Linked DNA regions of Mus musculus: all the other regions are linked to region 2. The links are chromatin contacts, called in public Hi-C, HiChIP or PLAC-seq and Micro-C maps. All regions are on one chromosome and are shown on one strand. Each heading gives the region's core, a stretch centred on a gene start, on an enhancer-like site or on the middle of the called end of the contact. The rest is flanking DNA. Distances are from core to core; before and after follow the strand shown.

The links. A called contact is a pair of places that touch in the nucleus more often than the background predicts. HiChIP or PLAC-seq counts read pairs in DNA pulled down with a chosen protein or histone mark.
Region 1: a Micro-C map of embryonic stem cells shows a contact between it and region 2, with 2.0 times the contacts expected there. The contact joins the enhancer-like site here to the promoter of Hk1os in region 2. A contact is called at or near these places in 1 of 39 promoter capture datasets (cranial neural crest), 3 of 484 Hi-C or Micro-C datasets (all in embryonic stem cells) and 4 of 115 datasets of contacts at active chromatin or transcription factors (embryonic forebrain, embryonic stem cells, microglia and 1 more).
Region 3: a Hi-C map of B cells shows a contact between it and region 2, with 8 read pairs. The contact joins the promoter of Sirt1 here to the promoter of Hk1os in region 2. A contact is called at or near these places in 1 of 39 promoter capture datasets (maxillary cranial neural crest) and 1 of 484 Hi-C or Micro-C datasets (B cells).
Region 4: an H3K27ac HiChIP or PLAC-seq map of thymic regulatory T cells shows a contact between it and region 2, with 9 times the contacts expected there. The contact joins the promoter of Rufy2 here to the promoter of Hk1os in region 2. A contact is called at or near these places in 1 of 39 promoter capture datasets (pre-B cells), 2 of 484 Hi-C or Micro-C datasets (CD4 T cells and CD8 T cells) and 3 of 115 datasets of contacts at active chromatin or transcription factors (memory CD8 T cells, pancreatic cancer cells and thymic regulatory T cells).

What each region holds. Positions count from the first base shown.
Region 1 is chr10:61,826,409-61,833,424 of GRCm38.p6, forward strand. It overlaps Gm51765 (a long non-coding RNA gene), which reads left to right. Exons shown (of 3, transcript XR_003948879.1): 2 at 328-411; 3 at 4,756-6,796. Among named protein-coding and RNA genes, the nearest start is that of Gm40674, 15 kb to the right of the region's middle. Within about 2 kb of position 1,788, at least 19 of the 459 cell types and tissues checked have an H3K27ac peak or open chromatin away from gene starts, as enhancers often do. A contact at or near this core is called in embryonic stem cells, where this site is marked.
Region 2 is chr10:62,338,871-62,345,465 of GRCm38.p6, forward strand. Hk1os (hexokinase 1, opposite strand) reads left to right here and starts at 1,364. Exons shown (of 3, transcript NR_168630.1): 1 at 1,364-1,542. Hk1 (hexokinase 1) reads right to left here and starts at 1,551. Exons shown (of 18, transcript NM_001146100.1): 1 at 1,143-1,551. The coding sequence starts at 1,205.
Region 3 is chr10:63,334,591-63,341,525 of GRCm38.p6, forward strand. Sirt1 (sirtuin 1) reads right to left here and starts at 4,445. Exons shown (of 9, transcript NM_019812.3): 1 at 3,975-4,445; 2 at 2,390-2,506; 3 at 1,046-1,287. The coding sequence starts at 4,380. RefSeq lists a promoter at 4,381-5,009.
Region 4 is chr10:62,977,821-62,984,739 of GRCm38.p6, forward strand. It overlaps Rufy2 (RUN and FYVE domain-containing 2), which reads left to right and starts at 2,432. Exons shown (of 18, transcript NM_027425.4): 1 at 2,432-2,512; 2 at 4,851-5,024. The coding sequence starts at 2,509.

The DNA of each region.
Region 1 (7,016 bases), core at 538-3,037, 510 kb before region 2:
TTTGCTACTGTTAGGAATCGTCTGTGTGGATATCAGATATGCGGATCTGACCTGCAACTCTCAGAATGGTTGAGACCCATAGGTTGAGAACCACTGCTCTGGAGGATTTCACCTTTGACATTTGGGACACTGATGACATCGGTGTGGTTGGAGTCACCCCCCCCTCCCCCACGACTTCACCTGCGGGGGCAGGGGGTTTCAGTGTTCTCTCTCTCTCTCTCTCTCTCTTGACAGTGTTGGGGGTTGAACCCAGGGACTTGGGTGGGCTAGGCAAGAGCTACTCAACCCAAATATGGTTAATTGTTTTTCTTCCTTCTTTTCTTTCAGAAGACCTCTCTAACTTAAAAGAGTGGTACACGTCTCTGGGCAGCATGCCAAGGTCATATTTCAAAGACCAAGTTAATTTTCATGGTGAGTTGGTTTTTTTTCTTTCCATTTGGAACATTCCAGTCGCACTGAACTTTGATTCCTGTACTTTGTAAAACTGAGGGTTGGAACAGGGTCGGGGTCGAAGACACAAGCCTCTGTTCTCTGGGAAGGCCTTAGACTCCTGCGGCACTTCTACGGCTGGGGGCTGGGGAGAGACCACCCAGCAGGCTCTGCTGTGTGGCAGGCCATAGGGTTTTAATCCGTGAAGAAGAGAAGGAGCGGGGGTATTTTAAACAGGCAAGGATTTGTATTAGCTGGGGACACAGTGTCCCCTGCACTTGTGGAGTGCTGACCCTGGCCACCTGGGGGTGTTTTCCCTCTCTGGCCATTTAACCTGAAACTTACTGAACAGAAGAAAGGGAAATGCCTGTCTCTGACCCAGAACATTCAGTTCTGGCCAACTGAACCACTGATAACCGGAAATCAAGTCAGAAACGGAAAGGGAAAACCCAGCAGAGAGCCCAGGTTTTTGAAACAGCGCCTGGTAGCGGGGAGGAGCGTCTGAAGCCTTGAAAAGGGCCAGGCCCAGAAGTCCGCATCTATTAGCAAAGCGCTTTCCCCGTGTCAGCACAAAAATGAACAGACTTTCTGTGTATCCCAGGGGATTACAAGAAAAGTGAAAAGAGTGCACAGGCGGGGGCAGAGAAATCAAAATGAAGAATATAATAAAACCACACCGAAGAGGATCAGAATAAAACAAAATAAAGGAAAGAAACAGAACTGAAGACATCAGGACAGGAGGAAAGGTGCTGGCAGGTGGGAAGCTGGCAGTAAGCAGAGCGACAGACGTACACTGGGTACGGGCAGTCAAAATCCCAGCTCACCAAGTCCTGGAGAAACAACAGAAAGTCAATTCATAGTTAGGTACACCAACGAAGCCGGTTTAAATACTGTACCAAATGCACCAAATAGGGAAACAAACGTTTCAACGGGAAGGTCCAGAGAGAAGCTGCGGAGTGACCGGATGCTTCAATAGCAGCTGGAAGGACGCGCCCATGGCGCTGGGTGGTGGGTGCGCAGTTTACAGGGGGGTTATTGGAAACCATCAGTTTTCTCTAGAAGCTGTTTGCCTGGTGGGATGGCATTTCCGCTATCTCCCTGAATTAGGCGGTGGGGCACCTCGTCTTTCTTAGAACTCAAGCTCTTAGACACATGGAATTACGAAATGTCTTTTTCCAGTGGTAGCTAGAGGCGACTTTGTGCCTGGTGAGCTCTAGTCCAGTCACGCGGGCTTGTAGACCCGAGTTGGTGGAGAAAAGCCACGGTGAGAGACACAGGACCTCAGCCTGGGAGGGCCCACAGTTTCAGTATCACAAGGGTGTGTTTGAGCCCGGGGCCATTGGATGCTAACAAAAGCCAGCGGGCTCTAAGTTACCAGCCAGCAGCTTTTGTAGTCAGTATTGCTCCTGGGCAAGGGCTCAGGTGACACCTGCTTCATAACCCGGTCTGAATCCAGCCATATTCCCAGAGATGTCACCCATGGATAGACCCACAGGGACCGATGCCAACACGTCTGCTTGGCCCAGAAAGCACAAATGAGTATGTCAACAACTTCATCAAATCGCTGATAGACCATTTTCACTGTAGAGCGCATGCGTTGACGTTGAGCACTAACCGCGGTGAAGCCAGGGACTGCAGAATCCCAGTAGTTCATGAGAAACACCGGGAACGTAGGGGGACTCGACGGCCAAAGGGCTTGCTTGCTTGTTTTTGGCCAAGTCGTAAACCAAAGAGCTGGTTTTAAAGTAAAAGAATCATTATTCCTTTGGTCTTCTCTATTAGAGATGCAGTCCCAGATCCCAGCAGCCCATACACCGGAGGGAAACTAGGTGCATTCCCAAAGAAAAACAAAGACACATCTGGAAGCATTCTGTGAGGCTTTTCCAGCATGGGGGATACTCAATCGGCCTTTGTTCACAGTCCTCCATCATGCTTTGGTGGGCAAGCGGGTGACCATCAGCGCTGGCCTGAGCGGAGTTAGGCTTTAAATCTGAAGGCCCGCGTGATTGCGAGGTTATGAAGAGCAAAACTTGCAGATACAAGGACAAATATGAAGGAAATCAAAGAAAAGTTCCTGAATCTTACATCCGGTGCTCCTTTTTCATTTAAGCTCTGAAGTTGGCCACTCTTCTTTATGGAGATAGTGTCACAGACCTGGAGTCTGTTTCGGGGACAACTAAATTAAAAACCAACAGGAAGATTCCTGGCTCTGCTTTTAATCACGAGGCCAAAACAATGACAAGGTGGAGCGCCTCTTCCCTAATCACAATAGATCAGACTTAGAATGGAGACCCAAGGGAAAGCAAACACAAGTATTAGGTTTCTCTCTGGTGGGAACAGAGAACAATAGAGCTGGGGGGGGGGGGTCAAGGTCAAGACAACTTTCAGTGTATCTTCTTCCTCTGAAGTGGAACCTTGCAGAGCTGCGGGGGTGGGTGGGTGGTTGGGGAGGAGAATGGGGGTAGAGGCCCAAAGTGATGGGGATGGAGGCAGGAGATAGGGCCAAGTGATCTGGGAGGGGTGGGGGTGGAGGGTGGGGGAGAGAATTGGAAAATGAAAAGGCGGTGGGGGGATGGTGGTGGAGAGTGCTAGGATGAGACAAGAAACCACCAGGGGCTGATGGGAGCAGGGGCAGAGGTAGAGAGAGCAAGGGTGAAGGGACCATCTGAACTGCGGGCCTGGGGGGCCATTTTCTTTGGAGAGTGTCATATCCGGGACAGGACTGCTGAGGGTTTTTGAAACCAGTTGGTGAAGACCCAGAACAGCACAGGAAGGTACAAACCCTCCCAGCTCTCTGACTATCCATTTCCTCCAAACAAGAAGCAAGCCACAGAGCTCTCTGCATGGATGTCAAAGCCAACTGTGGTGTCCAGGTACCTGTCAGCCAGGAGGGGTTCTGGGTGTTGGCAAGTGAACTCTTTTTGTGGTAAAGCACTTTGGGGTGGGGTGGGGTTTCCACACAGTTCTGCAGGCACCAGCTGTGCAGGCTCTGGGATGCCATCGATGAAGAGGTGCAAGTGGCCTCCAAGGTAAGGTTTAGCGGATGAAAACGGAAGATCAGAGGAGAAACCATTCAAAGCACAAATGAAAAGATTATTTTGCTTGAGTGTCCACACAGACATCACAGACAGACACACAGAAGGTGCCAGGAAACTGGATTCAAGCAAATGGCCTTTTCATTGACACAAGAGACCTGCAGCGTGGGCGGGTCCACAAGAAAAACAAAAATCACAAATAACTTCATCAGGGTCCAACCTACAGCGTCTTGGACAGCTTGGCACCATTCTGAAAATTAATTTCTGGTGTTTAGAAAATATAACCAACCCTTATTCATCGAAATGCAGTGCAAGACATGGGGGGTGGAACCTGACCTACAGACACTCTGGGATGGTTTTTTTTCAGGCTTAAGACATGAGGGTGCCCATACGGAGAATGTCCCCAGATGTATAAGGAGGACACAGATGGGCAGCTGAAAGGAGGAAGGATGCTGGGGCGCAGGAACCAGCATTCCCGTTCTCACCACGAAACAGCCTGGGGGTGGGGGTGGGTGAGGGTGGCTTTGGGGTAGCCAGGGAAAGAGAAAAACCTTATTTAACTGGGTAACTAGAATTTTAAAGCAAGAGGTATTATTTTTGTAAGTTGTTTGCTTTTCTCTTTCAAGAAAAGGAACCCTATGGACGTTTTTGGAATTTGATTTTAGAAAGCAACTTCCCGGGCTGGGGAGCGGGTTACTTAGCATCCAAGTGACTCCTCCCTCGTGCTTCTTTGCACGCGTGAGGAAAACCCCTTTTGAGTCCAGTTTCACCAGGAAATTTAATGACCCTTCCTTGAAGATTAACCAACACCCCCCCCTGTTTTTTTTTTTCTTCTTCTTCTTTTAAACACGAATATCTACTGCCCATCCCTGTCCCTACCCCCCTGTACGGCTCTTTCCATCTTCCAAATTTTTTTCCAGAGCTAGTCGTTTGTCACTTGAAGACAGGTAGCAAGTGAGATGTTGAAGTTGGTACTCAGACTCTAAGGCTCTTGGCCAGTGTCCCCTAGATAGCAAGCTGTGGCCAGGGCAAATACAGAGACATCAGGAGTGTGTGTGTGTGTGTGTGGGGGGGGTGTTTGGGAAACACATTTTCATTGGCTGTATCTTACGAGGCGCAATTCTCATTGGCTACACCTTAGGGCGGGGGCACATTCTCATTGGCTGGAGGAGTTTCGGGACGCTTACTTTGGCAAACGCAAACTGTTTTGCCTCCGCAAAAACAGTCTTTGGAATGAATGGAATGCAAGTAAAATGTCTCCTTTAAAATGGTTTCACAGTCTTTTTCACAGGGAGCCGTGGGACCCAGCAGAAAAGGTGATCAAGACGATGTTTATCTTCTTCCACTGGTGCTGATGCTGAGCCAGGTCTGATGGCAGGTGGTGGAGACTATCCAACTATGTACAAATGTCTAGGATCCCGCAAGCCATCCATAACCCTCAAGCCCATTTGCAAATGATATTGGAGGCATTCACTTCTCACATGCCCTGGGAATGGCGGGAGGGCTGGATAGCCGGTATTCTGGCCTTGGCAATCCTAGCATACCCACTAAGCCCCATGTCATGTCTAGATCCACTACGTGGAACCTTTGCCACGCCCAGTTGCACGCATGTGCCCTTGACCCCCAAAAGGAATCTAAGTCGGATCCATGCGGTTTCAGTAGCCCTAGTCGTGGAAAAAGGGCCACTGTTCCTTACTGGGCAAATGGATCCCCCGAAAAAGGGGGAAGAAGGAAGCTGCCACATGAAGATCGGAGCGGCACACCCCTCAAGTTCAGACATTATGAGTATGGGGGGGAACCCCCTACATGTGTTCAAAAGCATCAAAGAAAGATGCTGTTTCAGGTTCGAAGTTAAAACTCCCCTCTGTCTCAGAGGCTCCATCATGGTTTTCTTGGGGCAAGCTTTGAGATGGTAATTTATTCCAGATGGGATCTTTTCCATTTGAGTGCTGTTGCCCCTGAATGGCCTTCCAGTAATCTTTACTCCATGCCTAGGGAGCAGATTCTAGCTTGACCTCCCTGTCAGAGGTGAGGGAACCTCTGTCCCCTATTCAATGTCCCACCTGCTGCCTTGACACCTGGGGCCCGGCACTTTTGATAGCAGCTGTGAGTAAGAGATGTGCCCAGAACTGGAGGCTGAGTTTAGTGTTTGGGTTATTGTCAGTGTGACTCCCACATCTGTTGTCATAGCATAGGTAGCATGGCTGCCCTCCTTCACTGGAAAGCATCGCGGATTGGACAGTGCTCATCGGTGAAACGGGGAAACGATTGTCCAATGGAGGTGGTCCGTTGCTTCTAACAATTTTGCCAAAGGAATGGAGTTTATTCCAGACCGTCTTGAAACACTATCAATAGTGTGGCCTTGCTCCTTTGGTGTTGGCTCAGTAGCAGCTCGGGCATTGCACCGTGCTCCACAGATGTTCTGTGTGTGAGGTGACTGGCCTTGAGGGCCAGGCCAAGCACTGCTTCCCAGTGATTGCTCATGAGTGCAATGGCTTGCTGCTTCCTTCCTGAGGCCAATGCTTTCTCTTTGTTACTCTCATCTCTGGTAACTTTTGAGAGAAACCAGGAAGTAACAGGCTTAATGGCGGCAGCTCCAAAAGACATATAACGAGCTCCCGTAGAGTTGACAGAGCTGGGGAAGATGATAGGATTCAAGCCACAGCCCCCTAGGGACGGTTCCCAGGGTCAGGACGGGAAGCTGCCAACTGCCCCTCATGTAGGCATGTTGCTCAAGGCGCCAGAAGTTCTTACAGGAAAGGAGAATCTGGGTGCCCTTGAAATCAGAGCCACCCCAGCCCACCTGGCTGCAGGGAGCACCAGGAACCTCTGCAGGAAGTGGGGTCTGGAGGCCCGAGGTGGTCTAGCCGAGCTCCTGTGTGTGGAGGGGGTACTTGCTCTCCTGCGGTCACACCACACTCCGATCAGCTCCTCAAAGCCGGCCTTTAGGAAGGCCTCCACAGATAAACTCCGTGCAAGGACAGATCTTCCATCTTGGGCCTCCTCCAAGGCTTGGTGCTTTCCCCCATGGCTCGGGGCCGCCTTCACTTCTTGGCCACTAGCCAAGGACTCTGGCCCTTGAGAAGGCATAGAGAAGGGAATATTTGAGAAGGAGACTTGCTGATCATTGGTATTTTTTTTTTAATGGCCCAGAGATCTCCCCGGCCCAGCTCCCACGTAGCTCCTCACAGCCTGGAATGGGCCCTCTCTGCCTCTCTCTTCGACTGCAACCACATGTGCATTCTGTGACTTAGAACCAAGAGGCATTAAGCACATTTGAGGTTTCTGCTATAGAAATAAACCACAGTGGGGGTGGGGTGGGGGCGGAGTCTACCTTCAGGTAGCCACTAGCTCCTCCCTCTCTTTTTATAAATCCCTACTAAAAACCTCTTCTTCAGACCGTGCTGGCCCCTGGTGTCCTCTGTCCCCAGGACCCATGAGCCCTGGTTGGATGTGACTCTCACTGGGTACTTAGCACCTGTGTTCTTGCCTTGATGACTATCCTTAACACTTGGAGAATGGGGCTGTGCCTTCCCCAGTGGCCCGTTCCTA
Region 2 (6,595 bases), core at 114-2,613:
CCTCTAACCAGCTGTGTGACCTTCAGGAGGTCACAGTCCCCGGTAAGACTGCTTCTGAAGGTGCAGGATGAGAAGTCTCAGGCCAGGAAAGGACAGAGCCTAGTCACTGCCGCCTCTCACCTGTAGATAGTACCTCTTGTCCCAGTGTCTGTCAGGGTGATGATGCTATTAACCTATCCTAGGGTAGGTAAGGCATACCCATAGCACAAATAAAAATGTCCTAGGTGTTTTCCTAACCAACTTAGTCTATCTCAGGAAAAAAACATCCCGTCTTACTGATGGTGGCAGAAAAGTGAGGTACATCTTTAAGACCCACCAGCAGACGGCACTTTATACTAGATGAACATCACCCCTAGGACCCAGCGTCCATGTGCAAGAACTCACAAGTCACAAGGAACGAATGCCAACCCCTCCGAGCTCTTCAAGTGACTAAAGTGTCTTATTTGAGCTCCTAGGCTGAGACTGCCTGGAAATTACAGGTTTAGAGGAAGAAAAAATTCCATTCAGACGTGCGGTTCTCGACCTGAGGCCTATGAGCAAAGTTTCCGGTGGCCTCTGCTCCCCTCCCCTCACCGGAAAGCCAGGCGGGTCACCCCGTCCTCAGAGTAAGGAGCAGCTGCAACAGCTGGGGGAGCCCAGTGACAGTTTCAGGAGGGCATCGTATTCTCCAAATGGGAACCCCAAATATGGGATGCCTGGCTTCCAGCCAGCACCCCCGCCAGCTGCTCACTCACCTCCCCAGCCTATCTCGGCGATCACACCTTCCCCGCCCACGGCGCGCGTGGACCTTTCAAAACAGGCCTATAGACAGGCCAGCTGGTCCCCACCTAGACAGGTCTCAGCCCGGCACTGCGTGCGGGTACCCATCTGACATCCATGGTCCTTTTCAAGGACACTGCAGTATGCAATCCAGCCGTGGGAGGAAGGGGGGGGGTCTTCAGCCGGCCGCCCAGCTCCTCAAACCACAAGCACGCCCGCATGCCCACAATGCCCGGGTGAATCCCAGCATGAGGCCTGTCGCCTGCACCCTGTAGTCCAACTAGATGCTGTCTAGCCGGGAGAGGCCGGGGGGAGGATGCAGGCGGTGGCGAGCGGATGCGGGAATGCAAGGCTGTGGCCAGGGCGGCGCCGGCGGGGCTCACCTTTTTGACTTGGTCATCCTTCAGCTCGGTGAAGTAATATGCCAGTAGTTGCGCGGCGATCATGTTGACGGTGGGGGATGCGGAGAAGCAGGTGTGGGGCCAGTGGCTCCTCAGTAGCCCTGGTGAGCAGTGGTCCTCCAGCGGCGGATCCGCGACTCCACCTCCTCCTCCCTTGGCTCCTCCCCCTCAGTCCCTGGGCGGGGCGTCTGCCTGCTCTCTCCAGACCTCCGAGCTCCCGTCCCCGGGAGGGTGACAACCGCCAGCCGGCCCACCTCCTCAGTCCCCATTGGCTACAAGGCGCCACTGCCGCGCTATGGCTGGGGCTTCCCAGCCAGAGCAGGAGAATGACGGCCGCTCCCTCCCGCGCCGGAAAGGAGGCATCACCCTGCACGTTCCCCACGTAAGGAGCGCGCGGTCACGCGTGGTGGCACAGTGCCAAGCCAGAGTGGGTGGGGTGTGGGACACGATCTGGAGGGGACCAGAGGACAGATCCAGGACACCACAAACTGGAGAACGCGAACGGAGCCACACCCCTTCCTCGGAGATTAGGGCTCGTCCCCCACCCCTCCCATCCTCCCTGTTGGGGAAGCACACAAGTGGGCGTGGAAAGAGAGCGGAAGCCGAAACTAGGCGGCTTCACAGATCTTGCACTGGGTCCCTGTGCCTGCCTGCCATCGAGGATCCAAAATCTAAGGATGATGCTCGGAGTCCCACCACAGCCTGTCAGAGTTCACATAGCGAAACCCAAAGCGCCTGCCCCTGTGACATCATGTAAGAGCTCATGGTCCCCGAGTGGGAATTTTGGCCTATTCCCAGCCTGTCCCGATCCTCCCACCCTTCTCTAGCTCTTGGGCATCCGGGTTCTGGGAGGTTGGGGGTACTGTTCAGGACTCAGGTTGAGGGGAAATCGTATTTGTACCTTATGACAAGTAAGAACTCTGACATACAGAAGTGGCTCTGATTCTACAGGTGAGGAGTCTGAGGCAATGCGTTACAGTTGCTGCTCAGGAGTCGGGCAGGGTTTTCTTAGCTTCAGTGCTGGTGACCTGGCCGTTGTATGCAGTGTCTCTTACTTAAGCTTCCCTTGCAGGCCATGTTCCCATGACCAGGGCTGCAGCATCTGTCCTGAGGGAACTATAGAGGCTAACTTCTAGCCCACACCTGGGGGGCTAGGAGCCCATGCCTGGAACACCCCTCAAGTACCCCAGGACCCTTCCAGCCACCACTGCCCACTGAGAAAGAGGTGGTAGACCTGATACCTCTATCCAGGACACATCCCCACCCTGCCCAATGGCAGGTGCAGATGTGTCCTCAGTCACTTCTTTACCCCTAAGATGGAGCTGTAACTACTGATGTCTACACCCCATGATTTTTGTGAAAGAGCATAAACACTTGTGTCTAACAAATTAAGTGGGAAGTACTCTCATAGAATGAACTTGGGAGCCTACAGGTTAAAGTTTGGGGGGGGGGGCGCAACCTGTATATCGCCATTTCCAGGCCCAGGGAGGGCCTAACTGTTGTATTTAAATTATTTTCCTAATAGGATCTCCCCTCAAAAAGATTAGCATTTGAGGCCCACATAAATCTCAAACTAACACACACACACACACATATGCACAGGCGAACGCTACCAACATGGCCACCAGTGTCAGGACAAAATGGTTCTTCTAAGCTGCATTCGACTCTGCAAATGTAGTTCTGCCAGCCAGCTCTCAAGGCTGGGACATCTTTGAGGATGGAGGGTTGTTTTGTTTTCTCAGAGCTCTGTAGGTTGAATGGGCCATCTCTCTGCTCCCCGTGTTAGACTCACGGCCCCCTCACTCAGCCTTCAGCTATCACTATAATCTGTCCCCATACAACCCTTACCCAACAAACCAGAATTGGGAAAAAGCTGGCCAAACTTATAGGCAGGTAGGCACCTCTGCTATCCCTTCCCCCAACCCCTGTACCAAGGTGACTCAGTACACACACACACACACACACAGAGGCACTAAGGCTTAGCATTATTTCCTAATTCACATCTCTAAGTCAGACTCACTGCCGCTCCCAATACCATTACCACCCCAGTTTTTCGCCTGTCTAGCTAGAAATATTACAAGAACATTTAAGGTGGCTTTCTGGTTGTTGGCTACCAGCCATCCAAGCCATTCTGAGCTGCAGGCCACGGCACTCTCCCTGAAAAGCAACCTTAATTGTGTTATGTCCCTGCCTGCAGTCCCTTCTGGGCCCTGATGGAGCCGATTTAAACATGTTGGCCCTGTAGCTGACCCTACTCTTTGAGTGTATCTCTTCCCTGGCCCCTGGTCACAACAGGGCTATTTCCCTCTCTCCTCAGACTGCACAGGTCCATTCCACTGTGGCACCGCTCATACCCCTTTGCTCGCCTACCCTTCCCCGTTCATCTATACCTGTCCAAGTTCCCTTCACCACAGGAAGGCATGTCTGGCCTTCCTGCCTAAGCTGGCCTCCCATGACCTCAGTCACTCACCCTGGCCTCCCAGGCCCCAGCACCTCCACAGGGCACACTCGGACAGTGCTCAGAGTCCATGCAAACGGGGACCAGGGCTCTTCTCTACAGGCAAGGCAGCGTAGGATGCACAGCTGGTGGGCCATCTTGCCCAGTGGCAGGTTGCGGTAGAATTTGGAGCCGGGACTCAACCCCAGTTCTGATGCCTAGCCAGCACTCTGTCCATCCTACCCCACCACCTCAGGCAGCCTGGGCCAGATAAGCAACTCTGAGTCAAGACTGCCTCCCTGATATGGGTGACTGTCTCCCGGAGGCCTGGTCTTATCTGCTCCCATCAGGCAGTTCCCTGGAGCCAACACTACAGCAGTGTTGTGTCTTCTCTCAGTTGAGCCCTAGACCACCTCACAAAGGTTTCTTGTCTTTTTTATTATTATTATTATTTGTTTGTTTTTAAAACAGGGTCTTACTATGTAGCTCTGGTAGGCCTGGAACTCTCTATATAAACCAGGCTGGCCTTGAACTCATGGAGATTTGCCTACCTCTGTCTAGCTAGTTCTGGGATTAAAGGTGTGCACTACTATGCCTGGGTTTATTTTTAATTTTTTAGGGGTTTTATATGAATATTTTGCATATATATATATATATATATATATATTGTGTGTGTGTGTGTGTGTGTGTGTGTGTGTGTGTGATGCATGTTTCTGATGCTCAAGGAGGTCAGAAGAGAACATCAGATCCCCTGGAACTGGAGTTACAGATGTTTGTGAGCTACCATGTGGGTGCTGGGAATTGAACCCAGGACCTCTGCTAGAGCAGGCAGCAACCTTTACCACTGAGTCATCTTTCCAGGCCTCACGCATGAGTTATTTTTGGTTGGTTGGTTGTTTCGTTGGTTTTTCAAGACATAGTCTCTCTGTGTAGTCCTAGGTGTGCTGGAATTTGCTCTGTAGACCAGGCTGGCCTCGAACTCAGAGTTCCACCGGCCTCTGCCTCCCACGTGCCCACCACCACGCATGGTTCTGGATTCTTCGTGTTAGTGTGTGTCTTTCCCCCCTTTACTACCCTACCCCTGGTCCTTTTCTTTTTGGTAAAGTCCTATGTAGCCCAACCTGGCCTGAACTCTCTATATAGCTAAGGATGTTCTTCAACTTTGATCTCTGGTCTCTACCTGTTGAATGCTTGGATCATGGGTCCCACTGCCACATGCAACATAAAGTTGAAGTTAAACTGAGGGCTTTGTGCTTGCTGGGGCATCGGTGAGTACTGTAGCAATGGGGGTTTTGCCTCAGGCCCCGCTCCTTAAGTCTTAAACCCCAGTTTAGCTGCCTTGATTACTCCCAGACCTACAGGAAGACCTCAACCCAGAGAGTCCCAAGCTTCTTCCCCTTCTGGGCAAAGTTTCATCTTTCCCACAAGTCCTCTGAACTCTCAGTTCATCTACTGTGTCTCTCCTGCTACGAGTCGTGGGAAGGACGGACCAAATGTTGTCAGGCGGCCGCTCCGCCAAACACACCTGCCCGGAAGATGATACAGACCAAATGCTTAGGACATCTAATTCATTCCCATCTGCTCCACAGTCCTGGGAATTCCTCCACTGTGATCTCTGACAGATGGGCTGAACCCCTGGCACCAGGAAGCGCACGCCTCCTGATGACCATGCTTACACAATGTCACCCATTTACAGAGCAGTTTCTCCTGTATTGCCTCATTTCTCCCGATAACAGCCTGGGGAGGCTACAAGGACAAATATCATTAACCCCACTTAATCAGTCAATGAGGTGTGAGAGAGAGAGCTGTAGACTGCAGGTCTTGCAGTGAAGAGAAGACATTGCCGAGAGGGTTCCTGAGTGACAGACACCTCAGTGGCTTGCAACCTGGTTTACAACTTGCCCAATGAGAACTGCTGATTCAGACCCTGGATTTCCACAGGGGTGAAGAGACATGATGACTTCTATAATGAAGCCCCAAGTAGTGCTCTTAGCAGCCTGGAGGGGCTTTCTGATGCCAAGTACCAAAGAGTGAAAGGTCACTGCAACCTCTAATCAGCTTTGCTCCAAAACCTAGCAGCACTTCCAGGCACCGCCCATAGCGACTGGGCTGATAAAATTACATCCTTAGCTGCTTTCCCTCTGACTGGCCCAAAATTCTGTCCCCCAACATGCTAACAGGATCAATTCGCTGACAACCGCTAAAACTAGACCCTATAATGTCTTGTTTAGCACAGCTAGTGATTTATAAATACCAGTCAACACTTAACCACGGTTAGACTTCACTGTAAAACCCACCATTTCTGACAGCTAGGGTCTAGCCACCCTTATTGATAATTATGTATCGAGTGTTGGGCTAGACATGAGAGCAGCCACTACCTTCTTCAGCCCAAGGCAGGCACCTCTAGCCAGCTCTAGCCCACACCACAGACACACACACACACACACACACACACACACACACACACTGCACTGATCAACACACCTCTGACATCTGTAAAAGCATTGCCTCCATCTTAATTGGTTGGTTTTAATTAGCAATGGACTTCAGGCATTAAAGCCAGGGTTGAGATCAAGGAGGAAGGAAGAGGGAATGCCAAATTTAAGTTTTGCATGAGAATTTTGTACCCTGGTTTCCCTGGTAATCTCTTTACTGTTTCCCCAAACACCTGCCCCTCAGGTATCATAATGACTCCTGCCTGCCTGCTTGGCTCTACCCTGACTTGGTTTACCACTACTCAGAGAAAGCTAGACTCTGCCATCCTTGGCTTTTACCCCAAAGGGACAGAGGAAGGCATGTGAGAGGGAGGGTTAGCCTGCGGTACCTCTTTTAGGCACCTGTTCTTTATCTTAAGCCAGGCCTCTTTCCCTACAAGAAAGCCCTTATCTTGTTGGCCCAGAGCAATTACAAGTGCCCAAGCTGACCACCACGGCTTTCTAGGACAATGTTGCCCAGTCCCCACACTCGGCCACCTTCACAGAGCCAGCAAGGGTCTGCC
Region 3 (6,935 bases), core at 3,195-5,694, 1.0 Mb after region 2:
GAGGGCAGGGGGCTCAGCGGTTAAGAGTACAATTACACTTCCAAAGGTCCTGAGTTCAAATCCCAGCAACCACATGGAGCTCACAACTACCCATAAAGAGATTGGACGTCCTCTTCTGGTGCGTCTGAATATAGCTACAGTGTACTTAGATATAATAATAAATCTTTAGGCCAGAGCCAGCGGGGTTGACCTGAGTGAGCAACTTTCATTCCCAGCAACCACATGAAGGCTCACAACCATCAGTACAGCAACAGTGTACTCATTTTAATAAATAAATCTTTAAAAAAGAATGAAAGAAAACTTTCTCCACTAGACTCTTGCTACCATAGACTTCAAAAAGCTCTAATTCTTCTAAATCATCTTTAGGAGCCAGCATATAATGTGTAAAAATTCCAGGTTTGAAAGAGGCTTGAGGCTCTTGCAGAGGACTTGGGAGGCTCACAAACATCATCACTCCAGTTTCAGGGGATCTGATGCCTCTGGACTCCTTGGGCACATCACACAATGGTACAAAAACATACATATAGATAAAACATCCATATACATAAAATTAAAACCAAACAAGTCCAGGAGCTAGAGAGTCTAGCCACTAAAGAGAACTTGCTGCTCCTTGAAAAGAATCCAGGTTTGCTAGCATCCACATGGTGGCCTACATCTGACTAACTCAAATCCCTGGGAACCCAACACCCATTTCTGGCCTCTGTGGGTACCATGCACATTTATGCATGTAGGCAAAAATCAATGAATGAATGAGTCTGTTTCTCTCTCTCTCTCTCTCTCTCTCTCTCTCTCTCACACACACACACACACACACACACACGATCTTAAATAAAAACAAAAAAATAAACCATAATTCCACTTACCAATTGTTCTATAAATATACAAATCTTTAAAGTTGTCAAACTTTTCAAAACACTGAACTAGTTTAACAAATGAGGCTCTCTTCAGTTTTTATGAACAAAGGCTACATCAAGAGCAGAAAAAGTTAGCTGGAAAAGGAATATCTACTAGCTTTCTCTTTACTGTTTTTCTGCGTCTTACATACCCCAGCTCCAGTCAGAACTATTATCTTTTTACACTCCTGCAGTAACTTCACAGCATCTTCAATTGTATTGATATCTTTTCTTTTTTTCCGCTTTGGTGGTTCTGAAAGGATATTAATAACAATCTGCCACAGCGTCATATCATCCAGCTCAGGTGGAGGAATTGTTTCTGGTAATAAATCTTTAAGAATTGTTCGAGGATCGGTGCCAATCATGAGATGTTGCTGAACAAAAGTATATGGACCTATATTAAGGGAAGAAAGACTCACATCAATTCCACTTCTAATAAAAAGCTATTTTTTCAAGCAATGAGTTAGCAATATATACATTTTTATGCAAAGAATACAATTTATATGTATTTCATGTCATATCCCTAACAAGATCTGACTAATTCAGTTTGGGGAGGGTGTGCTTAAGTCTAAGGGGTTTTTTTGGTTGGTTGGTTGGGGACAGGGTTTCTGTGTAGCCCTGGCTCTCCTGGAACTTGCTCTGTAGATCAGGCTGGCCTAGAACTCAAGATTCTCCTGCCTCTGCCTCCTGAGTGCTAGGATTAAAGATGCCTGCCACTACTGCCTGGACTGTCTAGGTATTCTGACTGCCTTAGATGGGAGGACGTGGTGAGCGACTCAAGGATTACCATGCAGGAGGCCAAGAAAAAAAAAATCTTACCAATACCTGAGCAACTAAATCTAAATGGTAAAGGTGACAGAGAATTTAAAGTTGGTACAAAAGCAGCTGTTGGGGTGGTACCAAATAACTATAATCCCCAGCATTTAGACACAAGATCAGAAATTCAAGGCTAATATGTGCTGGCTGGCTACCCAGCCAATGAGTTCAAGCCAGTCTAGGCTATACGTGTTCCTGTCTCAACAAGCAAGCAGACGAACGACAACAACCACAACAAAACAAGCAAGCAAAACCCCCAAAGGCTGTACACAGAAAGCAAAAACAATGTACAGAAGAAAAGAGGTGAGGACCTAACCTCAGGCACTGACAAACGGACATGGTACATACAGCACACCTATAATCCCAGCACTCTGGACTGCTGGTAAAGTCAGGATATCAATGTCATCCTTACATCCTAGACTCCACAAGTTTAAAGCCATCATAGGATAGATGAAAATGTCAAAAAAAAAAAAAAAAAAAATCAAGAAAAGAGAGAAGGAAGAGTAAGTCAAAAAGAGCTTTGGTTGTGATGTACTCCAGAGGCTGGGCAGAGACTGCAGAGTAGCTTAACTAGCTTGGGCTATAAAATATCTTGTCTCAAAAAGGAAGGACGGACAGAAGGACGGAAGGAATGAAGGAAGTTTGCAATTGTTTCAAAGATGCACATGCCTGAAGCATACCTATCCGCGGCCGCGGAGTCCAGTCACTAGAGCTGGCGTGTGACGTTCTGTCATCGTCATCACTTTCACAGGAATGAAAGCCATTAGTGAGGAGTCCATCGGTCAACAGGAGGTTGTCTGTCAAAGAGATCAAAAGGCTGCGGCTCAGACAATCCCCAGCTGGGCCCTGCGGTCCACACCTGCAATCCCAGGTACTTTGAGGCCCGTTTGGCCTGTATGGTGAGACACACACAGGTTCTTGAGACAAAAACAAAAAACCAGAAAGGCACAGAAGCACACACATCTGTAACTCCAGCACCTGGAAGGCACAGACATTGGAAACCAGCCTGACATATATAAAATAGTGAGTTCCGGACCAGCCTGGGCTAAACAGGGACCCTACCTCAAAAAATCCAAAATGAAGACACACACACACACACACAAATAAAATCTGTGTAGCCCTACAAAAGCAGCTCAGGGTTCCATGCCCAGGACAAAGAAATACAACTTCATGAAATGCATCAAATAGAAATTACTTCTAAATATCACTGAGATAAAAATCAATCCCTGGCTGTGTTCTCACTGCCCCAACCAGAGAAAGTCTCTTTCCGTAGCCCTTTCAAGTAGCAATCTACCTGCTTCAGCCACTGGGTGTTAGTAAATGTATGATTTAAAGAACACGAAGCATACTTTATGCGACTTGTTTCCCCTTTAATACCTGACATCAAGGGTCATTTCCTATTTCAGTCCCTAACACGTTTTGTTGTTTTTTAATTCATGGCACCATTATACGAGCCACAAACATCTACAAGGGCACTGACAGACTCTGATAAATTCTGTACAAAGCTTTTCAGGAAGACGATAAGTGGCATTATTACAAAAACAAAACAAAAAAGTAACCCAAACGTTTGGCGTCAATAGGGCAAAACCAAGCAGGTTTGTTTCAGGTTTGTTAATCTAAAAATGTTGCGAGCATGATTTTGAAAGGAAAAGAAAACTTACGAAAGTACAGTACAACTATAACTCCTCTATATCGAAGTGATAAATGCAATCGCAGAAAAGCAACATTTTTAGGAATAGCCATTTCCTTACATTTTTTAGACTGTGTCTCAAGAAATAGCTTTGGTGTATTAAAATTTCTAACTTCAAAAAAAGACATAGGTCTATCCAAAAAAGAAAAAAAAAAAAAAAAGCAACACAGGTGTCAGTTTGCAAAACGAAATCGCATGTCGATCCACGGGACAGCCCCAAAGTCGCAAAGCAAAGTGTGCAGTGAGGAAAACTATAACTTCACTAAAGGCGCATCGGGAGGGAAACCAAACCGAGGGAGGGAAAACTTCACTCTAACGCCAAACTGCGAGAACCGCGGTCCCGGCGACTGCGCGCAGCAGCGCAAGGCGGCCCAGGCGAGCGGCGAGTCCGCGCGCGGCTCCGCAGCAGGGCCGGCGAGCTCGGCGGCGCGCGGCCGAGCCAGGGCCGAGCTGCGCCGCTGCCGCCGCCGCCGCCGCGGAGCCCGCGGAGCTCTCGGGGCCCTGGGCAACCTGGGACCGGGTCACAGGCGGGGACGCGGAGGGACGCGGCTGCGCGGCAGCGCGCGCGGACTCACCTCGGTAGCCGATCGCTGCCGCCGCCGCTGCCGCCGCCGCCTCGTCCTCCTCCTCGCCCTCGTCGTCGTCGAAGTCGTCAGCCGCCCTCGGCTCCCGCCGCAGGCCGGACCCATTGTCTCCGTCCCCGGCCACGGCCGTCGCCGGGGCCTCCCGCTCCGCGCTCGCCGCCGCCCCTGCCGCCTCCCGCCACAGCGCCGCCGGGGCCGCGGCGCTCGCCGCCTCACACCCCGCGGCCGCCGGCGCCACTGCTGCGCTCGGCTCGCCCGGGCTGCGCCCGAGGCCAGGCCCGTCTCGGCGGGGCCTCTTGCGGAGCGGCTCGTCCGCCGGCTGCGACGCGGCCTCCATGGCGGCCGCCGCGGAAGGGGAGCCGGCGGCCTGAAGGGCGAGCGCCACCTCGTCCGCCATCTTCCAACTGCCTCTCTGGCCCTCCGCCCTCGCCTCCTCTGCTCCGCTCGACGCGCGGCACTGGCGCCCCCGCGGCTCGGCTGCGGGAGATTTAAACCCCGTCACGTGACCCGCCCCTCCCCGCCCCCGCGCCTCTCCCGCCACCCACGCGGGCCGGACCACAACACGCCGGGTCACGTGGCCGGGCGCCGCCCGCGGCCTGGGCCCTTCCCGGCCCCACCCAGGGCGGCTCGGCTCCCCTCAGCGGCCTCTGGCGCCTCCCGCCCGCCCGACCCGTTCGCTCGCTCGCTCGCTCGCTCGCTTGCTCGTCCGGGATCGCCGCGGTGGTTCAAGTTTGCGATGGCGCCGCCACTTCCCACCTGGGCCTCACGCGTGCACCTTGCCTGCCTGCGCCTCTTCGCCTCAAGTCGGCTTTTACCTCAGGGGCTCTGGAGAGCCCAACCTGGCCGACGCCGGCCTTCCTGAGGAGAACTCCTCCACCTGCCTTGCCCTTGCTCTGTGACAGCTCTTCCTCAGGTTACCCCTGTGGTCTCTCCTCAGGAAGTTTGCGCTCTCTCCCAATCTCCCTTCTCAAGTGCAATGGAATGCCCAAGCCAGCCCTCGGGGCCTGTTGCCCTCCTGGAAAGATCTGGCGATTGAGGACCCGCCCTATCTGCTCTCTGGACCCACCAGGTCCTCTGTACCTCGCTTTAGTCTTTGGTAAAATTCATCTCTTGGGGCAGCAAGAGAGAGGACAGAAGGGAGAGTGGTTGGTTCTCCACAAACTTCTGTGTTAAGAGTCAGATTGGGCCTGGGCTCTTGTGACTTGGGCGATTGACTGAACCTTTTCTAAGCCCAGTTTTTAATCATCTCTAAAATGACAGGGCCAGGACCGAAAGAGACTGTAGCTCAGTTGTAAAGTCACGCTTGCCAGACAACCCCGAAGCCCTAGAGAGAGGGAGGAAGGAGGGTAAGTTGAAGGTAATCTCCAACTACTTAGGAAGTTCAAAAAAGGCCTGGAATACATAAGACCTCGTCTCAAAAACGAAATTTAAAACGATAGACCATGAGAAATCAGCTAGTCAGGTTTAAAGTAAATGACATTAGTTTTAAAATCCTAGGCAGTTGATGGTGGCACAGGCCTTTAATCCCAGCAAGCTGGAGGAGACAGGAGGAGGTTCACTAGGACAGCCAAGGCTACACAAAGAAACCCTGTCTCGAAAAAATAATCTTACTTCTAGAATTGTAGAAATGGCTCTGTAGTTAACAGCACTTGTTGCTCCTGCAGAGGCCCTAGGTTTGACTCCCATCATCCACATGACAGCTCATACCTTCAGATCTGACACCTGCTTTTGGTAAACACAGACATGTATGGAGCCAAAAGACCCAAACACATAAAAATCCTCTTTGTTGTTGTTTTATGAGTTAGGGTTTCTCTGTGTAGCCCTGGCTGTCCAGGAACTCTGTAGATCAGGCTGTCCTTGAACTCAGAGGCCACCTGCCTCTGCTTCTTGAACTGCTGGGATTAAAGATGTACACCAGCAAGCCCAGCATAAAAATACATATTTAAATAATTTTTTAAATAATCCTTAGTTCCTTCACAACTCTAAGCCCCTTCACTTTCTAGTTACCATGAAATTCTGAGCACCTGTATCCATTTGGATCATTAGGGCTCAATTGCACATGGTTCAATTACAGTGGGGTTTCCCCAGATTTTAGAGTTAGAGGCAGCAGGATCAGAAAATTAAATCCATTTGCACTAGGTAATAAATTTGATCCCACCCTATCTCAAAAACAAAACACTAGCCACACGTGGCAGCACACACCTTTTACAACAGGACTCAGGAGCCTGGCATGATGGGACAGACCTTTACTCCCTGCACTTGAGGCAGATGCAGGCAAATCTAGGCATCCTGGTGTACATATGAAGTTCAGGCAAGCCAGGGCCACGTAGGCTCAAAGACTAAAAAAAAAAAAATAATTAAAATTAAAATATTAAACCTGGGAGTGTTGCTATAGCTCAGTGGTTAAGCACATGCAATAATCTTTCAGAGAACTTGAATTTGGTTCCCAGCACCTATTTCAGGTGGCTCACAACCACCTGTAACTCCAGTTCCAGACTATTCTGATTTCCAAAGGTGTTTTGTGCACTCGAGCATACACACACACACACACACACACACTCACACTCACAAACAATGCAAACAATTTTTAAAAATCCTTAGGCCCAGGATGGATGTGGCTGAACACACTTTCAACCTTAGCACTCAGGAGGCAGAATGGAGATTTGAGGCCCGCATAGTTTACATAGCAAGTTCCAAGGCAGACAGAACTGTAGAGTGAGACCCTGTCTCAAAAACAATAAATAGTAATATTCTTTAGGTCCCCCGCAGTGGTACACGCCTTTAATCCCAGCTCTAGGAAGGCAGCAGCAGGTGGATCTCCATGAGTTTGAGGCCAGCTTGTTTTACTTATGTCTAGGCTACCAAGGACTACATCATTAAAGACTGTACCAAACAAAAGTAAAAAAAAAAAAAAAAAAAAATGGGGACAGGGACATGGATCTATGGGGAACA
Region 4 (6,919 bases), core at 1,182-3,681, 640 kb after region 2:
AACATGCTTGGCTCATGGGAAGTGGTGCTATTAGGAGGTGTGGCAGTGGAGGAAGTTTGTCACTGTGGGGGTGGGATTTGAGGTGCTTTGCTTAAGCTCCGCCCACTGTGGAAGAGTCTCCTGGCTGCTTTGGATCAAAAAGTAGACTTCTTGGCTCCTTCTCCAATAACACATCTGCTCGCATGTTGCCATGCTTCTTGTGATCCTGGACTGAGCCTCTGAAACCAAGCCAGCACCAACTGAATGCTTGCCTGTAGAAAAGCTGGCTTGGTCCTGGTGTCTCTTCGCAGCGATGAAACCCTAAGTGAAACACAAGAGCCCAGCAAAGCATGATCTTTATTTGAATTAGGCAGCAAAATCTGGCCGGCCAGAGACTATAGCACAGACTCGGGAGACTGTGCCTTTGAACGTTCATCTTAGCAGATGACAAGTTTTTATAGTGCTCAGGCCACTACTGATTGCTCACAGACACAGAACAGACTTCGGAGTTCACTATGATCCAGAAGAGAAATTGTACAGCATCTTTAAGGATGGAACCCCAAAGCATGGGCCGGGCCATAGCATTGTCCAGCATATTTTAACACAAGGGGGTTGAGCAAGGACTTAAAACATTGGTGACTGGGCCTTATCAGGGTCACCTGGTTTCAAGGTCCTTGATTCAGATTTGCAGTCAGGTCTCCCCCTGGACTCTGGTCTGGAATTCAGAATGATAAGGGAACAAAGGAGTGGGCAAGCTGCATGCAGTCAGGTAGTTCACCCCCAGCAATGCTTGCATGCCTTGTTTTAGATAAGGCAACCCCCCCTTTACTGGATAACAGACAAACATGAAACCCCTGAAGAAGCAGAATAAGTGTTGGGTCTGGGGCCTGGGACCATGAACTCAGTTTTGACTCTGCCAGCAGAATGGACGTTGGTCCCGAGACAGCTGGATTCAGGCAACTATCTCTTAACATTCTAAACCAGAGTGTTGAGTTAACATTGTGACTTGCATCTGTCTACCCACTTTTGGTGGTTTAAGTTTTTGAGATGGGTTTATTAGCTCCGGAATCAAGATCTGCTTGCTTTTGCCTGAAGGGTGGATCCCGGGGTTATAGGTATATGACAGGCAGCACACCCAGGTGCCTGTTGCAAGTTTTATCTATGGCAAGTTGAAAGGCAGGAGGAAGCATTCATGTGTGTGTGTGTGCCTGTGCATTTTTTAAAAGACAGCCCTGTATAACCCAGGCTGGCCTTGAAATCTCGAATGTCTGGGAGAATGATCTTGAACTGTGTTGTACAGGACTGAGTCAAAACTACCACTGTTTTCAGCAAACTGGCCTACATCTGCTTGCAAAAGATCACAGCTGGGCAAGTTGACTTGAATTCCCTCATAGGAGGGCAGGGAGGGAGGGTCATGGGACCTTCACAGGAACAACCAGTCTTTCTCTTGCAAGCTGTTGTATGCAATTCTACCCTAACTGCAAATGGCCTTAGGGAGGAACTAACATATAGGAAGGGAGGGGCTAGTGGAGGGGTGACTATCTGCAGCCAGGAAGGAGTCATCATTCCTAGAGGGATTTCGAAGTCCTCCCCAGTATCCCCCATAACTCACTGCTTCTTCAGCGGGAACGGTGTTAATCATTTTTGGTGTGTCCTCAGAATTTTGGAAGCATTTGGTAGACGTTGTTTACACCTCACTAAGGAAAGGATTTTTTTTTTTTTTTTAAGCAACAAACACTCTAGGTCTTTCCTCCAACTCCTAAGAGTTGGTATTTTCTAGGTCCACCATACCCGCTTACAAAGTATCACATTTTGTTACATGGAACTGGGGTCTTGTGTCTTTCCTCCAACTCCTAAGAGTTGGTATTTTCTAGGTCCACCATACCCACTTACAAAGTATCACATTTTGTTACATGCAACAGGGGTTTTGTAGCTATCCTTAGACGACCTGGCACTTGTTAGGTAGCTCAGAGTAACCTCAAGGTCCTAGCAGTCCTCCTGCGTCCACTCCTGTTGAGTGCTGGGGTTAGCAGCTGGATTTAGTGTCTTCCTTTGAGACTAGGCGAGCTTCAAATCCATTATGTAAGTGAGCCTGGTCTTCAACTACGGATCCATCTAACTCCCATCTCTCAAATGCTGGCATTACAAGCCGCCGGCTCTGCTAATTGTGTGAGGTTTTCTAAAATCTGTCGGCTAGCTCCGAGTCGGCCGGTGTGTTCCTTAAACCCATCCAGCCTGCAAGGATGAAACCTTGACAGGTAGCTTGAGGCCCGCATCTACATCCTCCCTTGGCGCTGTGCCCCAGGTCCCCGTCACGCCTCTTTCTCTGACGCTGTCAGGGTTGGTCAAATGGGGGTTGGGGTGGGGGTGGGGGTGATCGGCGGGGACCAGCTTCACGCGGCCGTGGCGTCCTCCCGCCGCCAGGGGCGCTGTGGCAGCGCCGAGCCGGGCCAGACGCGGTGGCCGCCGCGCGCCTGCGGGGAGCTGCTGACCCGCTCCGCGAGCCCGTGTCCCGCACGCACCGCCGCCATGGGTAAGGGCAGCAGCCGGGGTCACCATCCTTCGCTTGGGTCACGCAGTCACCCGGGAACCGGGGGCTCCCGGGGTCTCCATGGCAACGTCCGCCCGCCCGCATCCCTGCGCCCCGCCCGCCCTGGGGCCTGGCGGCTGGGGTCGGCGGACGGGCGGGGACCAGGGCGTCCAGGGACAGGGATGGCTTCCCAGTCACGCGGATGCAGGGCGGAAGGCTGGGGAGGGGAGCGGTGTAGTGCCAGGAGCGCGCTCCGCGGGGCCCCCTTGCAGGCTGGGGGCGCAGAGGGAGCGGGGCCGCCTCTAGGGACTGCCGAGGAGCCCCACCTGCGGTCGCTGCTGCACAGCCGCTGTCCTAGGCTCCTCCGGTGCAGGTTACAGGTTGTGATGAACACTCTTAAAAAGAGAATTCTGCCGATTATTAAACGTCAGGTGGTTTCACTTCGGGAGCGGGGGTGGACGGAGGGAATCACACCTCGACGGAGAGTGGAGGAAAAGATGTGGCCATATCCTTCATCACCCAGCCGGGCTGTTTCAGATTGCGGAGGAAGTCAGCCTAAGAGAGCTGGGATGCAAACCATAGCCAAGTGCCAGAGCAAGGGGACTCTTGTTTTGTTATTCGAAACGGGTTCTCACTGCATAGTCCTGGCTGTCCAGGAGCTAGCTATGTAGACCAGGCTGGACTCGAACTCAGAGATTCCCTCCTGCCTCTGCCTCCCAAATTCTGGAATTAAAGTGTGTCGCACCACGCCCAGCTGTTTTGTTTTGTTTTGAGTGGGCCACTAAATTGTGAACGCACTGACCACCTGGGTTTGTCATTTACTTGAAGGTTGTTTTTGAGACAGGTCTCTCTATATAGCATTGGCTGCCTCAGAACACTCTGTTTAGACCAGGCTGGACCCAAGAATCACAGACGCTGGGACTACAGAAACAGCTACATGGCAGAGTTCTCTGGAGATTAATAAATGTTAGGTTTGGTTTTCACATCTCTTTTGCTATCTTCGCAGAAAAATATTTGTGCCACTCGGCAGTGTTTAGAGTGTTGGGGGAACAGCTGGTTTAAAAAAAATTATTTTTATTTTTAATGAGTGTGTACCTGAGTGTAGGGGCCTCCAGAGGCGTCGGGTCTCCCTGGAGTTGGAGTTAAGCGCTTACCACAGGTATGGGGAATTAACCTCTTTCCAGCCCGTACTAGAATTTTTTTCTTTCCTTTTTTTTTTTTTTTTTCTTTTCTTTTGACCTGGGAGTTGTGTTTTTTTCGAGACAGGGTCTTACTGTGTAACCCTGGCCGGCCTGGAACCAATCTCCTAGTTGCTTAGGTCAAAGGCACAGAAGACTACCTTGGGTTTGTCAAAATATTTTGATTTTTTTTTTTTTTTTCTGTTGTTGTTGTTTTCCCTGTGATGTTTGTTCTGGGAGATTCTGGAATCTGATAACTTTACCTTTTATTTTGTTGCTAGTGTATTTTGATTTTTTTTTTTTTTGAGACAGTTTTAATATGTGGGCCTGGCTGTCCTCACTCTGTAGACTAGACTAGCCTCTAACTCAAGTGCTAGGATTAAAGATGCAAGCCACCACTGCCTGATTTTGAAATAAAGGTGTGTATGTGTGTGTGTGTGTGTTGACCTCAGAGGTCAAAAGAGGGCATTTGGCCACCTGGTGCTAGAGTTACAAGTAGGTGTGAACCATCTTAGTGGATGCTGGGAACCAAATTTTGGCTTTTTGGAAGAACAGCAAATGCTCTTAATGACTGAGCCATTTCTTTAGCCTCTTATTCTTGCTTGGAAATCATTAGACCTAGACCATGCCTGCTACCCACCATTTGCAAAATCCTCAAACATGTGGCTTGTACTTGCAAGCTTATCTTTACTGAAAGCCATTTTACCTTAAGATGTGTGTAGTAGGTAGGCACAGTGGGCCGTGGCTAGTGATTGTGTGCGTGCGTGTGTGTGCTCGAGCACGCAGTAGGTAGACACAAATGTGCTGTGCCTGATAAATGACGGTCAGAGACATTCTCTCCGGCTTGTGGGTTCTGGATGGAGCTCAAGTGGTCCGTCCCGCACATCCTCTCTAAGCAATCTCACCAGCCAGAAAATAAAGCTTATTATTCTCTGTGTGGAGTCTTGAGGATAGTTCATAAGCATGGCCACAGTGGGCGTGGATGGTGCTTTGCTGTGGCTTGTGAGAGAGAAGAAAGAGGCCGTGTTGTGGCAACCTGGCCTGAGGAGCTATCCGGCTGCCAAGCACGGGAGAGCAGACTTCCACGGGGAAGGACAGATCTGTGGATTCGCCACTGTTGTCTTGTCCTGGGGATGATGTTGGGCTTTCTTGCATTTTTTCAGCTACAAAGGACCCCACAGCCGTGGAGAGAGCCAACCTGTTAAACATGGCTAAACTGAGTATCAAAGGGCTCATCGAGTCTGCCCTGAGCTTCGGCCGCACGCTGGACTCTGACTACCCTCCTCTGCAGCAGTTCTTCGTGGTCATGGAACATTGTCTGAAACACGGCCTGAAAGGTATGACGAGACCCCCAAATCAGTCGGCCTTCCGCTCCCTTGCTTCTCACCCTTGATGTCCTTGGAGAAATAGTTTTTTTTTTTTTAAAGATTTATTTATTTATTATATGTAAGTACACTGTAGTTGAATTCAGATACACCAGAAGAGGGCATCAGATCTCATTACGGGTGGTTGTGAGCCACCATGTGGTTGCTGGGATTTGAACTTCGGACCTTCAGAAGAGCAGTCAGGTGCCCTTACCCACTGAGCCATCTCACCAGCCCCGGAGAAATAGTTTTAAGGCCATAGTTGCCGTCATTATTTTTGCATTTTATTTTGTTTTATTTATTTATTTTTTTAAGATTTATTTACTTATGAGTACACTGTCTCTGTCTTCAGACACACCAGAAGAGGGCATCAAATCCCATTACAGATGGCTGTGAGCCACCATGTGGGTGCTGGGAATTGAACTCAGGACCTCTGGAAGAGCAGTCAGTGCTCTTAACCGCTGAGCCAACTGAGACAGCCCTATTTTGCATTTTAAATCTGAATGTTGGGCCAATGGAATGGCTTGCCACGCGAGCTGGAAGACTCCACTTTGATCTTTGGAGTCTAGGTTAAGGTGTGTTGATTTCAGGAGAATGTATTAATTACTGTTGTGATTCCTAGTACATGATCTTCAGAAAAATTTTTTTGTTTGTTTGTTTGTTTGTTTGTTTTTGGTTTTTCGAGACAGGGTTTCTCTGTAGAGCCCTGACTGTCCTGGAACTCACTCTGTAGACCAGGCTGGCCGTGAACTCAGAAATCCGCCTGCCTCTGCCTCCCGAGTGCTGGGATTAAAGGCGTGCCTCGCCACGCCCGGCTGTTTGTTTTTTGAGAGAGGGTTTCTCTGTGTAATAAACAGCCTTGGTTGTCTCAGACTCACTCTGTAGACAAGGCTGGGCTGGAACTCACAGATCTGCTGCCTGCCTCTGCTTCCCCAGGGCTAGTGCACCATTATGCACTGCAAAAAAGAATGTTTTTTCTTCTAATAATTGGTGAAAAACATACTTGATTACTCTTTCTTTTTTTCTTTTTTTGAGATGGTCTCATATAGCTGGCCTTGAACTCACTATATAGACCAGGCTTGCCTTAAACTCACAGAGACCTGGCTGCCTCTTCCTCCCAGGTGCTGAGATCAAAGGTGGGAGCCAACATGCTTGGCCTGATTACATGGTTTTTACATATTTACCCTTTAACGGGTTTCCATTTTCTTGGGTAATTTTTTTTAAATTACATTTATTTACACACACACACACACACACACACACACACGCGCGCACACACACACTTTTAAAAAATTATATTTACTTATGTGCACGCCTACACGTGCACGCTCACACACACACACACACACACACACACACTTGCACACATACCACATGAACATAAAGATTAGAGGGCACCTTGCCGGAGGCTGCTTCCTCTCCCCACTGAGCCATCTCAGCCGCCTTAGATTGCTTTTGAAACTGAAACTGAGTGGAGATGCTGGCGTGGGCTCACTGATAGTTTGAACTCAGTTGAAGAAATTACACCAACGTAGATCAGGAATGTTTCCGTGCATGGGGACCTGCATGGCAAAGTGTCCTCTGAACCAGGTTCCTTTAGAAACCGAGGTGGTCCCGGAAAGGATGGTTCTCTGCTATGCAGATCCCACCAGAGGTAGAGACGAGGAAAATGTGTGGGTTTGGAGGCTCTCTACGTAGCGCTGGCTATCCTGGAACTCACTGTATAGACCAAGCTGGCTTCCACCTCAGACAAGTCCACTTGCCTCTATCTCCTGAGGTTAACCAGGCCCCTTCATGCACAGGTGGTAGTTATGTTTTGAGAGAAGGATCTGGCAAGTGGCCCAGACTGGCCTGGTACTTGCTGCGTA